3 separate regions of the Sus scrofa genome follow, and all the other regions are linked to region 1. The links are chromatin contacts, called in public HiChIP or PLAC-seq and promoter capture Hi-C maps. All regions are on one chromosome and are shown on one strand. The core of a region is the stretch at or near the end of the contact, and the rest is flanking DNA. Distances in the headings are between cores, read along the strand shown.

What was found. Promoter capture Hi-C pulls out the DNA fragments that hold promoters and counts their contacts. HiChIP or PLAC-seq counts read pairs in DNA pulled down with a chosen protein or histone mark.
Region 2: an H3K27ac HiChIP or PLAC-seq map of skeletal muscle shows a contact between it and region 1, with 4 times the contacts expected there. The contact joins the promoter of TXNDC16 here to the promoter of ATP5S in region 1. A contact is called at or near these places in 1 of 47 Hi-C or Micro-C datasets (heart right ventricle) and 1 of 2 datasets of contacts at active chromatin or transcription factors (skeletal muscle).
Region 3: a promoter capture Hi-C map of liver shows a contact between it and region 1, with 12 times the contacts expected there. The contact joins the promoter of PSMC6 here to the promoter of ATP5S in region 1. A contact is called at or near these places in 1 of 5 promoter capture datasets (liver) and 1 of 47 Hi-C or Micro-C datasets (liver).

The regions. Positions count from the first base shown.
Region 1 is chr1:180,066,074-180,070,729 of Sscrofa11.1, forward strand. ATP5S (ATP synthase subunit s, mitochondrial) reads left to right here and starts at 3,084. Exons shown (of 5, transcript XM_013993389.2): 1 at 3,084-3,234. The coding sequence starts at 3,099. It overlaps L2HGDH (L-2-hydroxyglutarate dehydrogenase, mitochondrial), which reads right to left and starts at 3,095. Exons shown (of 10, transcript XM_001926818.5): 1 at 2,853-3,095. The coding sequence starts at 2,992.
Region 2 is chr1:182,199,754-182,204,510 of Sscrofa11.1, forward strand. It overlaps TXNDC16 (thioredoxin domain-containing protein 16), which reads right to left and starts at 3,295. Exons shown (of 21, transcript XM_021102004.1): 1 at 2,917-3,295. It overlaps GPR137C (integral membrane protein GPR137C), which reads left to right and starts at 3,432. Exons shown (of 7, transcript XM_005659957.3): 1 at 3,432-4,180. The coding sequence starts at 3,755.
Region 3 is chr1:182,326,497-182,330,841 of Sscrofa11.1, forward strand. PSMC6 (26S protease regulatory subunit 10B) reads left to right here and starts at 2,574. Exons shown (of 14, transcript XM_001928747.5): 1 at 2,574-2,798; 2 at 3,829-3,908; 3 at 4,004-4,043; 4 at 4,290-4,342. The coding sequence starts at 2,672.

The sequences.
Region 1 (4,656 bases), core at 1,834-4,333:
TTTTTTTTTTCTTTTTAGGGCCACACTCATGGCATATGGAGGTTCCCAGGCTAGGGGTCCAATCGGAGCTACAACTGCTGGCCTACACCACAGCCACAGCAACACGGGATCCAAGCCACGTCTTCGACCTACACCATAGCTCACGGCAATCCTTAACCCCCGAACAAGACCAGGGACTGAACATGCATCCTTATGGATGCTAGTCAGATTCATTTCCACTGAGCCACGATGGGAACTTCCAATGTATTTCACCCTCTCCTGCATTATGTTATTTCAGTGTAAGTCCTAAACATCATCTGTAAATATTTCAATACATTATTTCCAAAAGGGCTCTTTAAAAGGCACACACAATGCTGTTACTTTTTTTTTTTCTTTCTTTCTTTTTACAGCTACACCTGCATCAGATGGAAGTTCCCCGGCCAAGGGTGGAATCAGAGCTGCAGCTGCAGGCCTACGCCACAGCCACAGCAACAGTGGATATGAGCTGCATTTGCGACCTATGTTGCATCTTGCGGCAACACAGGATCCTTAACCCACTGAGCGAGGTCAAGGATCAAACCCCGTATCCTCAAGGACGCTATGTCAGGTTCTTAACCTGCTGAACCATAATGGGAACTCCAATGTTGTTATTCTAACTAAAAAAAAATTATCAGTTTTTCATTATCATCAAACATTCACACTAAAAATTTGAGAAGAAAACAGGAGAAAATCTTTGGTATCTAGGGCTAGATGAAGTGTTCACACCAAAAGCATGATCCATAAAAGAAAAAAATTGATAAATTGCTCTGCAAATGACCCTGTTAAGAGGGTAAGAGGACAACAAATAAATTGTGAGAAAACACTTATTTGTGAACTATATAGCTGACAAAGGACTCATTTCTCATATACATAAAAAACAAACAAGTCATTTAGAGAACAGGCAAAAGATATAAGCAAACATTTCATCATAAAGAATAGATATGATGGCAATAAAGAACATGAAAATACGCTCAGTACCTTCAGTCATTAGGGAAATGCAAACTAAAACTACAATAAGGTATCACCAGACCCCTTTCAGAATGGCTTTTTTTTTTTTTTAAGTGATAACTAAACATTGATGAGGATGAGAGGAACTAGACCAACCACACATTGCTGGTAGGAATGTAAAACAGTACAGCCATTCTGGAAAAAGAGCATGGCAGTTTCCTCAGAAACTATACCTGTGCGTACTACACGTCTTAGCAATTGCACTCTTTGGAATTTATCGCAGAGAAATGAAAACTTAATGTGCCTACAAAAATCTGTACATGTGTTCATAGCAGCTTTATTCATAATAGTCAAAACTGGAAATAGCCCAGATACCATTCAACTGGTTAAGCAAAGTGTAATACATCTAACACCACAGAGTGCTACTCAACAATTAAATGGAACCCACTATCAACACAGGCAACACCTTGGATTGATTGCAAGGATATTACGCTGTGTGAAAAAAGCCAATCTCAAAAGGTTACGTATTGTGTAATTCCACTTACATAACATTCTCAAAATTACCAAACCATAGAGCTAAAAATTTGTGGTTGCCAATGGTGAGAAAAGGTGGAGAGATGAGGTGTGAACACAAAGGGGTGGGTAACAAAATCTCTGTACTGATGGAACATTTGTTTCTTAATTGTGGTGGCAGTTACCCAAATTAACACATGTGATTAAACTGCATAGAAACACACACAAATACACAAATGAGTGCATTTAAATGATGAAATCTGAACAAGGTCTATGGATTGTACCAACGTCAATTTCCTAGTTTTGATACTGTATTACAGTTATGTAAGATGTTATTATTGGGGTAAATTGGGTGAAAAAGGCTACATGAGTACTCTCTGCTCTTTTTAAACTTCCTATGGATCTTTAATTACCTCAAAATAAAAAGTATAAATGAAACTTCACTCACCTTACTTTTCTTCTCTTAAGAAAAAGTTCCTAAAAGAACTGTCTACATACCCACACGATGAATCACTAAATCCTATTCCACTCTAACCCCTCTCCAATCTACTAATACATAGCAGCCAGAGTCAACTTTTGAAACATCAACATTTAATCACTTCTTAGAAATCCTCTAAAAGACTCCTAGCGGTCTTAGAACAAGGTTTCATACATAGTTAACACAAAAACCCTGCTGTGGTGCAGCCCCTCTCCACACGGTCTCTGTTCCTCTAAGCTCCAGTCACACTGATCTTGCTCACATTCTAGTTCTCTCAACAACCAAGAACTTTCCAGCTTTGAAACCTTCGCATAAACCATTCCCTCTACAGATAGCAGAGAAAGTCTCCAAACTTCGAATCACAGGATGCTGAATTCTGCAGGGTTTGCCTAGCAACTAACTGAGCTGCTTCTCACAGGGGCAACTCTATGCAGCATGTGTGTGCCAAGAACTGATTTAAGACCGGTTTCAGACCTTCCAAGTAAAACCATGGAGGCCAGCGAATAAACAGCCTATTTGATTGTTTACAGTGTGCTAGGTCCTTTAATCCCGCAAACGACCACCTACGCAATAGACTAGGATCCTATTCACAGCTGAGCCTTTAAGGAGCTTAAGTAACCCTCCCAGAGTGGACTAGGAGGTGGTGGATTTGTATTCAAAGCCTCAAGTATTCTTGACCTCTACTCAACACTGCCTTTCTTACTCTTTTCCTCACAGACACTACGAACGATTCCAGCAGGTAGCTCCTGGGATCAGAGGTTGGAGCCCGGGCTGCACAAGATCTCGACCTTCTCTCGCGCCTAGGACAGGGAAACAGAGCAAGGGCAGAGGTCCAGCACCAGGCACTTCTGAGAGAAGCAGCGCAAGCGGCGGGGGCGGGCCAGCGGCTACTCACCTGGTGCTGGCTCTGCGGCCACCTTGGCACAACAGCCAGAGGTTCCCTGGCGCGGGCGCGCCAGCAGCGAGGAAGCCTCCGGAGAAAGCCCCGCGGGCACGTCCGTAGACGCTGCCCAGGTAACGCAGCGCCGGCACCATCACCGGTGCCCCACTCCTACCCTGCCTCAAGCCCCAGAAGCGGCCCTGGATCCCAGCACTGCCCAAGTCCCAGTGCTGTCTAGCCCCGCCTCTTGCGCAGGGGCCAATGAGAGGCGCGCCTTTGCCTCACGTGGGAGCCGCCATTAATGGCCAATGGGCGCGCGCGGCAAAGGGCGAAGGGCAGGCCGGCGCTACCGTAGACGCCAGGGACGCTCACTCGCTCCCTCCCTCCCTTCGACGCTGTGAGTAAGGAGCTAGTCCCCGAGCGGGGCGGGACTAGGGGGTGGTTACGCTCTGCCTTTTCCCTTCTGCCCTAGCTGGGCAGACTGAAAATCTGGCGTGCCGACTCTCGCGTCCTCGACTTCGCTGCCGAGTGGACTCGGGGCCGCGAGAGAAAGTCGGGGGATGATTATGGAAAAAATTTTGGTTTGGGCAGGCCCAACAACCTCCCTTTTCTAGGCCCCGCCTTCTCAACCTCCCTCTGTCTGCGACTCTCGAAGCCCAGCCCCGCGTCACTCAAGGCCCCGCCCCGCACCGGAGGCCCCACCCCCTCTCAACCCCTCTCCACGTCACTCAAGGCCCTTTGCTGGGCACCGCAGTCTCCCACCCACGTAGGGGCGCTCGCTGCCCCGCCCTAGCTTCATTCGAACCGAGGGTCTGTCATGGCAACGCCTGTTAGCCTGCAGTTTCCTGGACTTCTATATATGGGCCTCCTAGCGCGTCATTCTTTCAGTCATTTATTGGTCCTTTAAATATTAAGAGGCTTGGTGAACCAGAGGGCTTGGTCTCTATAATTATTTAGCAATCTGTTTCCTTTTCTTAAATCCTGGACCGAGATACAGTTTTAAATATGCTGTGCGGGGCTAAGAATAGCGACTCACCTGTGCAGGTCACTTCAGATCTGTTTATCTGTAAAATGAAGGAAGTGGACTATGTGATCTTTGAAAGACCTTTGTAAAACTACGTGATTCTGTATCGCTATGCCTGTTTATCGCTATGCTCCCTATGCTTGATGGAAGTTTTTAATCTTTAGGGTCAGGACAGCTGAAGGGAACGAAAATAGAATGATGTAGCCTTATTGCTGGAAGGGCTTGATACCTCTCTGAATTTGGCTCCACTTATTAATCAGGTAGCTTGGGGAAGTCATTTCACCTCTTCGCCTCAGAACCTCCTCTGTGAACTAGGAGTTCTCCCTCATAGGGCTTTTTTTGCAGATTATATGATATAAGGCTTATCAGATGTTTAGCACAGAAAAGTGTTCAATAAAATGATGGCTTTTGTTATGTTTAAATGGTTTTATCACCTGGACAGTTGTACATATTTTCTTTATTTGTGAAGACATTGTGGAATGTTACCTGCTCGTTCATCACAAATGAAAAAAAAAGAAATAGTTTTTAGTTCGATTTTTCATTTTGAGCTAATTGTAGATTCCCATGTAGTTGTAAGAAACAGTCAAGTGATAACATCTTCTAAAATGATCATACAATATCACAACCAGGAAAATGACATCGACACAGGCCATGGATCTTATTCAGGTACCCCTCGTTTTACATGTATGTATGTAGTTCTGAATACTTCTATGGCATATGTATGTAGATTCTTGTATCCACAAGTCAAGCTGTAGCACAGTGCCATCACCACCAGGATCCCTCTGCTGGCGGGAC
Region 2 (4,757 bases), core at 2,045-4,544, 2.1 Mb after region 1:
TAAAAGGAAAGGTGACCCTATAAAATGCAGCTCACTGTCATCACAACAGGTGCCAATATCAAAAGAAAATGGGAGCCCTAGGCAAATGTTTGCCAATACTACACATAGACATCTCCCAACTAAGTGCTGATTCTTACCCTTTGGGCCTGGAAGGAGCCCTCAGTTCTTCAGTATAATGCTCCTGGCAGCTCTAATCAGAGCAAGATGTCACTTTTGTCTCATCCCTAAACTCTACAAACAAGTACGCATGCACAAGTCATTTAAAAGTTAGAAAAAATGTGTTAAACATTTAAAAAAATAAAACATTTAACTAAGGACAGGAGGAGAAGAAGCACTCCAAGAATGAATGAATGAGGCTAAAGTACAAAAAGGGCTAAAAGTTGTAAATAAAAGGCAATGCTAAGGACAAGAAAAGTTAGTTCTGCTCAGCCCCCAAGAGCAACAAGGAGGAAGTACTTAGAAAAAACCACTGATCATCCTGCCAGTGCGAGGATCAAGAATGTGCCTTTCTGTGCATGTGGAGCAGCTGGCAGTCCTCTTCAGGTAGAGCAATTCCATTTTGGGATTAGGTCCCATGTATAACAACAACTGGCAAACAGCTCCTTTTTTTTGGTCTTTTTAGGGCCACACTCATGGCATATGGAAGTTCCCAGGCTAGGGGTCTAATCAGCGCTGCAGCTGTCAGCCTACAACACAGCCTACGCAACGACGGATCCTTAACCCACTAAGGGGGGGCCAGATATGGAACCTATGTCCTCATGGATACTACTTGGGTTCGTTACCACTGTGCCACAATGGGAACTCCCAGTTCTTCTTTTAAATGTTGGAAAGACCATTGTGCTCGAGTAATCTGCCCTACCAGAACAACAATATTCAACCACTGTGCATTTGGACACATTTCAGATTTTAGATTATGTAGGAACAAGCTTTTCTAGAAGACCTTTGGTTAAGTTGTCTTTTAAAGGCCTAAATTTCCCTTATGATTAAACATAAAACAAATGGTTTCCTATCTCAAGAAAGAAAATTAACAACTGTAAACATTAAACAAATTACACCAAGATCTGTAGGCATCATTTTCTGGGAAAAGATACATTTCATATTCTGCAACAAATGGGGCATATAATGTTTACAAAGTTCCTAAAAGAACATTCTGTCAAAAATTAGCTTACTTACAATTTAATGCTGCTTTTGGAGAACAGAACCTGCTCACTGAACCAGCCTCAAATAAAATGTTAATTAGATCTCATCATAGCTTATCATTTAAGCCCCAAAGGAGGCAATAAAAGGAGTTAATATCTCTCCATTTGAGTTCTCTCAGGGTGATTGTGGCAAAATCTTCTATTTGCACCCCCATACAATGCCCCCCACAAAAGGAGAAAAAAAGCAACTATCTGGATTTGCTATGACTCAGGAATAAAAAGTTTCAAAGGTTTTTTAGCAAAGATCTGAAACTAGTACCTAGTATAGGTACCATCCAGATGTCGTTTACTCTCCCTTTGAGTAGAGAATATAGGAAAAAAAGAAAAAACTCTTCATGGTGCAAACCTACTCAGGAACTAATTCACCGATTATGGAAGATTAAAAAAAAATACACCATGCCAGAGAATACGATGCTTTCCTGATTTTGACAAGTGCCTAAAAGAATATAACTCTCAGTTCATGCTCAATATATCCGCTAAAGTACATAACTGCAATCAGTTAACTCACTGGGGCCAATGGTACTCCGGCCCCTTTCAAACTGAACTATGTACTGCTCTAACCACATTCTCTAAGAATCCATGAGGCAAATGTCTTAAATTCCAATAAATCTGAGATCCTTCTTTACAGCCTTGATGTTGGATTAGGCCTGTTAACCTCTTACAGCCAAGCTGTACCCTTAGCCTGCACCACACAACCTGCTCAGCTGAATGTTTATCAGAGGGATTTCAGATAATAGCGCCTAAATGTATATCACAGTTTGTCAGCACACCTACACAGAACCCAGAACAGAGCAGCATCTGGTGCCTGAGTGAACTTCTGTCCCAGAACCTGGAACACGAGAAACTTTTAAGTCCCCCGTGGATCAGGTAGCTAGGAAAGAAGGTACCAACACTCTCCTTAGAATAGTGAGTTAGGAAAGGCTGAGTCTTGGCTGCACCAGCAAATCTAACAGTCTTTCACGGGGATACTTAATTTGGATGTGCCACCCATTCTAAGGGGAACACAAATTATTCTCTCATCGCTTTGCACTACTTTGCTCTTTTCCTTACCAAACACCTTCCCAAAAAAAGTCAATAAATATTAGTTCAATATACGTGGAAGATCTATTTAGATCTATTTATTTTCACTAATTTTCAGCAGCATGTGACATACAGCATTTGTTTTGTATCTCTCTGAGCCCTAAAAATAGCGCAGCCATCCACCCCATACCAGACCAAGGCTTGAAGGAATACATGGGGAATTTAAGAAGCACAGACTATTCTTTTTCCTCTCCAGACATTCATCAAAGGCTTATAATTCTGTTTCTGCCTGGTTGACTGAACTTATGCCTACAGCATCTTTTCAAATTCGAAGTTTCAAAGACCCACCTTCCCCTACTCGGAGATCGCGTCCATATCCATCTCATCCTAGTATCACTCTTTTTTCTGGGACATTTCCCGAGGGATGAAAGGGTCTTTTAGCGCTTCTGTTCAGCCTTCGCCTCATCCCTTGCCCCCTCCCCACGAAGGGCTCACGTTTTAACTGCCGCTCACGCCCCCGGGGGGCGGGGGGGAGAAGAAACAAAAACGTCTCTAAAGAAGGATCTAGGTGAGGCCCCTTTTAAGCCAAACTCCAGAGTTAGCCGGTGCGGCCCCTGCCGGGGAAGAGCCACCAGGGCTGAATCTCTGCAGGCAGAAACCACAGCCCGTCGCCTGTAGGAGCGGCGCTGCCACCTACCTACTCGGAGACCGGAGGACAAGACCTGCGGGCTGGGACCCGGACGGCTGGCCGACAGTTCCCGCCACTTGAAAGAGAAGAAGCAGAAGGCGGGGTCATGCCCCGCTTGCTTCGCTGCACCGAACCGCTCCCCACACCTGCGAGTTTGCAGCGCTCCCGCCCTCCACGCCTGCAGCCACCACAGCTCGGCTGTATCAGCCGGCAGGGAAAAAACAAGCCGCGAAGCTCCTCCCTCTCCTCGTGGGCCTTACGTGAGGCCTCTCCAGCCAAAGGGAAGCGCAGGGGGAGGAGTGAGAGAAGCCCCAGTGACAGGCCACAACCTAGTCCGCCCGCCGGCGCGAGCGGGCAGCGCAGTTGCTGGGCCAATCGACAGTGTGGGTGGGAAGTGAAGAGGAGGGAGAAAGCGGAGAAAGGAAGCGTCCAATCAGATCGTGAGACCCTGGAGCGACGGGTCCTGCCGCCTGTAGTCTTCCGAGTGCGGCGCGCAGGGGGCGTGCCCACCTGGGCCAATCCGCGCGAGCCCACGGTGCGGAGCGAGCGCCTCAAATGCTCGGGTTTCTCAGCTGATTGTCTCCAGCCGAGAGTTGTTTTTTGCAGCTACCGAGCGGAGCCGCTGCAGGAGGAGCAGAGACCCCCGGGGGGGTGGGGCGGGGAGAGGAGGCGGGGTCCGGGGAGCCGCGGCTGCTCTCCGCGGGGCTCCAGGTCCTGTCACGGCGCTTCCTGGGGTTGGAGGTTGGGGTGGGTGGGGGGTCAGGGAGTCATCCTTCTTCCCCTCGACGGCGGCTCCGAGTCCGGCCCCTTCCTTCCCGCGCTCCCTCGCCCGCCCCACAACCCCCTCATGAGGGTGTCCGTGCCGGGTCCGGCGGCCAGCCGCGAGCCCTCGACGCCCGGCGGGAGCGGCGGAGGCGGAGGCGCCGTCGCTGCTGCCTCAGGCGCCGCGGTGCCGGGCTCGGTACAGTTGGCGCTGAGCATCCTGCACGCCCTGCTCTACGCCGCTCTCTTCGCCTTTGCCTACCTGCAGCTGTGGCGGCTGCTCCTGTATCGCGAGCGGCGCCTGAGTTACCAGAGCCTCTGCCTCTTTCTCTGTCTCCTGTGGGCAGCGCTCAGGACCACCCTTTTCTCCGCCGCCTTCTCGCTCAGCGGCTCCCTGCCCCTGCTCCGGCCGCCCGCTCACCTGCACTTCTTCCCCCACTGGCTGCTCTACTGCTTCCCCTCCTGTCTCCAGTTCTCCACGCTCTGTCTCCTCAACCTCTACCTGGCGGAGGTAAGGCGGGAGGACCGGCACGCTGGGCCGGGCGGGAGAACGGGGCCGCAGCTTTCAACTTGGGCTAGGGACCGGTGGGGGCTGGGGTAGGGAGGTGCGGACCGAGAGTCGCCCGGGGAGACTGAGGTACGCCCGGATTGTGTGCCAGGCTTCTCGCCCTAAACTTGAGCCGCCGATCGGCTCGGCGACTGAAGGGCTTGGAGGGGGATGAGTGAGTGAGAGTGTGTTCCGACAACTTAAGAGAGCAGGACCAGCCTTTGTTCGGCGTCCTGGCCCTGTAAGGGAAGGTATCGGTGGTACCAACAAAGTGGCATCGCAAGAAGTAGCAGCCCCGGTAGCTCTGCCGAAGCTGGACTGTGTTGAGAGAGGTTGGATGCTGAGGTAGCAGCAGCTCTGCTGAAGCTGGACTGCTGCCAGCCATTACGTCACCAGGCAGAGCTGTTCCTCTGCTATTGTTGCTGCGTTTCTTTTATTAGAAGCTTATATTCCCTCCTGCCTCTCCTTTCCCGTGGCTCGATAAGCCTCACACAGATTCCTTTCGTTGGTTCCCCGGCGGGGTTAATTATCAATAACCAAA
Region 3 (4,345 bases), core at 1,324-3,823, 2.3 Mb after region 1:
AGAAAAACAGGGCTCAAGGGAGTTTAAAATATTGGTGTGTTATGTTGAAGTAACCCACTAGTATGTGCTTATAAATACTTATTGAACCAAACTGAGCTTTTTTTTTTTTTTTCCTCTGCCTCATCCTCACTTCTTTACTTCTTGATGTCAGAGGTGATATATTTTGGTATGGAAGGACTAGTTTGACTGGAAAAGTTGCAGCTCAGTGGGAGAAGGGACTAATCTCCCTCAAACCACCTTCCTTGTTATCATCTAACCACAATTCCCAACTATACCTGGAAAGAACAGAATATTCACACAATATCTGTAAGATTTTTTTCCTAATACATTTGAAGTCATCTTTCCTATTTCCTAATATTTTAAATTTCCTAATACATTTTTGGTGATTTAATTCACTTAATTTTGCACTTCGTATGTATACATAGGATACACCTATTTAAACTCAAACATCCAGGTCACTGGATAAGATCAAAAGGAGTCTGTCTGGGGAATGTGACTGATTCTGTTGGAACAACAATAAATTCTCCCCAGATGTAATGGGAAGAGGTACAGCAATGTGGACATGTACCACAAAAGTTGAGGTCATTATTACCCTTAAAATAAATAATTTAATATAACACTACTGAATACTTACCATGTGCCAGATGCCATGTTAACAGTTTACAGGAACACTCTCTTATTTAATACTCATGACATCCCTATGAGATAGGTATAAATTTTACAGAGATTTTTAAGAGATTAAGTAAATTGTCCAATAGCACAGAAATCTTGGAGTTCTCTGGTGGTCTCATGGTGGTTAGGATTCAGTGCTTTCATGGCTCTAATCTGGGTTCAATCCTTGGTATGGGAACTGAGATCCCTTGTCAAGTCAAAAAACACAGCAGCCAACTTCTCCCTCCCCACCCCCACCCAAAAAAGAAAGCACAGAAATCTTCTTTTTTTTTGGCTACCCCGTGGCATATGGAGTTCCTGGGCCCTGATCAGTTGGGACCTACGGAACAGCTGCAGCAATGCTGGATCTTTAACCCAACCTGGGGATCAAACATGCAACCTAGTGCTCCAGAGACATTGTCTATCTTGTGGCCATAGCGGGAACTCCAGCACAGGAATCTTAAAAACAGTTCTATCTAACTTCAAGTTTCTTAGCTTACTTCAGCCTCTTGAGCCCCTCATTTCTACGACCCGCCCCTTTCTGGTTTTGTTGGTCTCCTTCCTGTTCCAAGAAATGAGTAAATCTCTTTTTCACTTTAAGGTCTTTGTAGCTGCTGTTTCTTCTGTTTGAAAGGTTTTTTTCTACAGTTTGTTGCTTGGCTGGCCCCTTCTTGCAGATATCTGTCCTAAAGTAGTTCTATCTTTCTCTCATTTTCCTCCACCATGGTTTCTTTTCATTATAATACAGTATTTATTACACTTTGAAATTATTATTTTTTATCTCCTCACCAGATCAAACCCTTAGTAATGCCTCATTCACTGAGTAAATAAATGAATACCCTACTCCTTCTGTATCCTGAAATCCTGTGATTTTGGAGAGACAGCAATGAGTGTTGGCTTGGAGAGAGATCTTATTTTTCTGCTCAGGAATTGAACCTGGGCAGCCTGGATAAAAAACCAGGAATCCTAGCCACTAGACTAGCTAGAGGTGAAAAGTAGAATTGCCCTAACTTTTGCCCCTTGTTGAAAGCAAGAACATTTCAGGGAGGCAAAGACTGTGAAAATAGGTATAAAGTTTATTGTTAGAGTCACAGTACAACATATGGGAAAGCACACAAAGAAGCAGTTTAAGTCAGAAGCAGAGAAGTAATACACACCCCAAAGAGGAGTGCGGGTGCAGGCGTCCCCTGAGTGAGGGGCACACCAGAGAGGTGATTTAAATCACTTATATAGCACAATTCTTCTGGATCTTTCTTTACCTTTGGCTAATTATCTTATTTATTTCTCACACCTGACTGGACACAGGACCCTTCCCAGTATATGTGCGTACCTTTTGGTAAAGATGGATTCCAAAGCAAAGTGTGCTAAGCAGGTATCAGGACTTATTATGGCCTGGTGCCTCCTCCTTTTCTGACCCCCTAGGAATCTTACTGTGCATGTGTAATTGGGGAGGTCTTCTTTACCCCAGGAGTGATTAAAGTGGTCATCTTATCTTTCTACTCCAGTAGAGCTCTGCTCCTGCAATTAACTTTTTCCTTGAAGTGCCAAAAAGAAACAAGGCCCAATTTGCTTGACCTAAGAAGTCCCAGCTGTTCTCAGCCCAGGGGCCCATCTACCTCTTACTTCACCTGGATATTATTGTTCTTTACCAAGAAGCTATCCTTGTTTTACTGAGAAGCCAGTAGAGCTATATATATTAGAGAGATATGTATATTCTCTATTTCACTTCCATCTCAGTTTACTACAGCCTTTTGTGGTTCCAAGAGGGCAGTGACTCAAGCATATCAAGGCTTCTCAGATACACCAGATCAGGGCCTTGCTTTACCCAAGCGGACCAGCAGGGGACAGTGTGGCCGGAGGCCTCCTTTAACTCACTGCGGAGCCCTAGTGAAGGAGGCATAGAAGTTCCGGAAGAGGAGTGCAGAGGCGGGCCAACCGGAAGGGGCGGGGTCGCCCGCAAACCCGCCCTTCCAGGGAGGCTGTTCTCCCTCGCCCCGCCCCTTCCCCCGCCCAGGCGGCCATGGCCATTCCCGACATCCCCTATGAGCGACGGCTTCTCATCATGGCGGACCCTAGAGATAAGGCGCTTCAGGACTACCGCAAGAAGCTGCTGGAGCACAAGGAGATCGATGGCCGTCTCAAGGAGTGTGAGTGCACCTTTCTTTCCATATAATCTCGTGTCTGAACTCGCTTCTGTCTATGACAAAGCAGAGGCCTTTGGCCGAGCTCGGCAGCCGAGCACCGGGAATGAGAAGGCCTCGGTCTGGGGACAAGGCGCTTTGTCATCCCTCCCTGTGCTTGAAAAGCGGAGCCTCTTCGGGCGTAGAAATGGCCCAGACTGGTCCAGGTGACAGAGAGAACACCCCCAGTTCTGAGATGGAAGTGTAGATGACCAGAGGAGGAGTGGGGAAGAAGTGGGTCAGGGATGTTTCCCAGTTTGAGGTAAGGAGTGCAGTGTTGTTGGAGTCCTGGGACCCGGAGCGGGGAAAAGAGTTAAGCAAACCAAAGCAAGAGATGAAACTCGGGAAGTTGGCTCGTTAGCGGAGTGGAAAGCCCAACACAGAGCTTTAGAGAGAAGGGATCCATCGGTCAATAATAGCCCTCCTCTTCTTTCGTCGTGTTTTGAGTAGTACTCTACATGGTACACAAAGTTCCCTTTCTTCCTGAACTGAAAAGATTGTTAGGATTTTTTCTTAGTGTACCGTCAGTGAAAAGCCTGAGTGATTTAATTAAATGGGGGAAGACCATAACCATATAATTTTGTGGAGCGCCGCACCTGTGGACTTCATATGGGTTAGAAAACCAGAGAGTAACAATCCGTGTGGGTAAGTGGAGAAGTGAGGAAGGCTCTAACTCTTTTATCATTCGAATTTGTGATCTCAAATTGAAAGTGTCAGAATGTCAATATCTGTTAAAAGTGTAACCTAAAATGTGCTCAAAGTAAGTATTTACGACCAAGAAAAGAAAAATGTGGTAATTTCTCTGCAACATTTCGTTTTTAAACATGTCATCTGCAAACGGTATTGTGCGTGTGTGTGTGTGTGTGTGTGGTTCGATAGAGTGGATATGAAATATATGTAAAGTGAAATAGACTTGAATTTAAGTAAAGTGAGACCTAGTGACAAACACACTGGCTAGGATTATTTAATTTAAAATATTCAAATTATATTATTTCAGTAAGGGAACAATTAAAAGAACTTACCAAGCAGTATGAAAAGTCTGAAAATGATCTGAAGGCCCTACAAAGTGTCGGACAGGTAGGTAATGGAGCTTGGGATGAGAGGGTGATGGTAATTTGCTTTGCTTTTTTAGTTCTTGGCAAAAAGTAATGCTTTTTTTTTTTTCTTTTTAGATTGTGGGTGAAGTACTTAAGCAATTAACTGAAGAAAAATGTAAGTGTATTAGATTGTTAATTGGTAAAGAAAAAAAGAGTAGACTCTCCTCCCACCACCATCTTTTGAAATGCTTATTATTTTTATAACTGTAATGAGGTAGATAACATTCTTGCATAGACTAAATTTTCTTTCAATTATTGTCCTTTGGCGAACAGAGATAAAACTCAACCTTCCATCAGTGTAGGTATATTCATTTTTTTTACTTTGTAGTTTTCAATTTGTTTTTTAATTTTCTTTCTCTAGTCATTGTTAAAGCTACAAATGGACCAAGATATGTTGTGGGTTGTCGTCGACAGGTA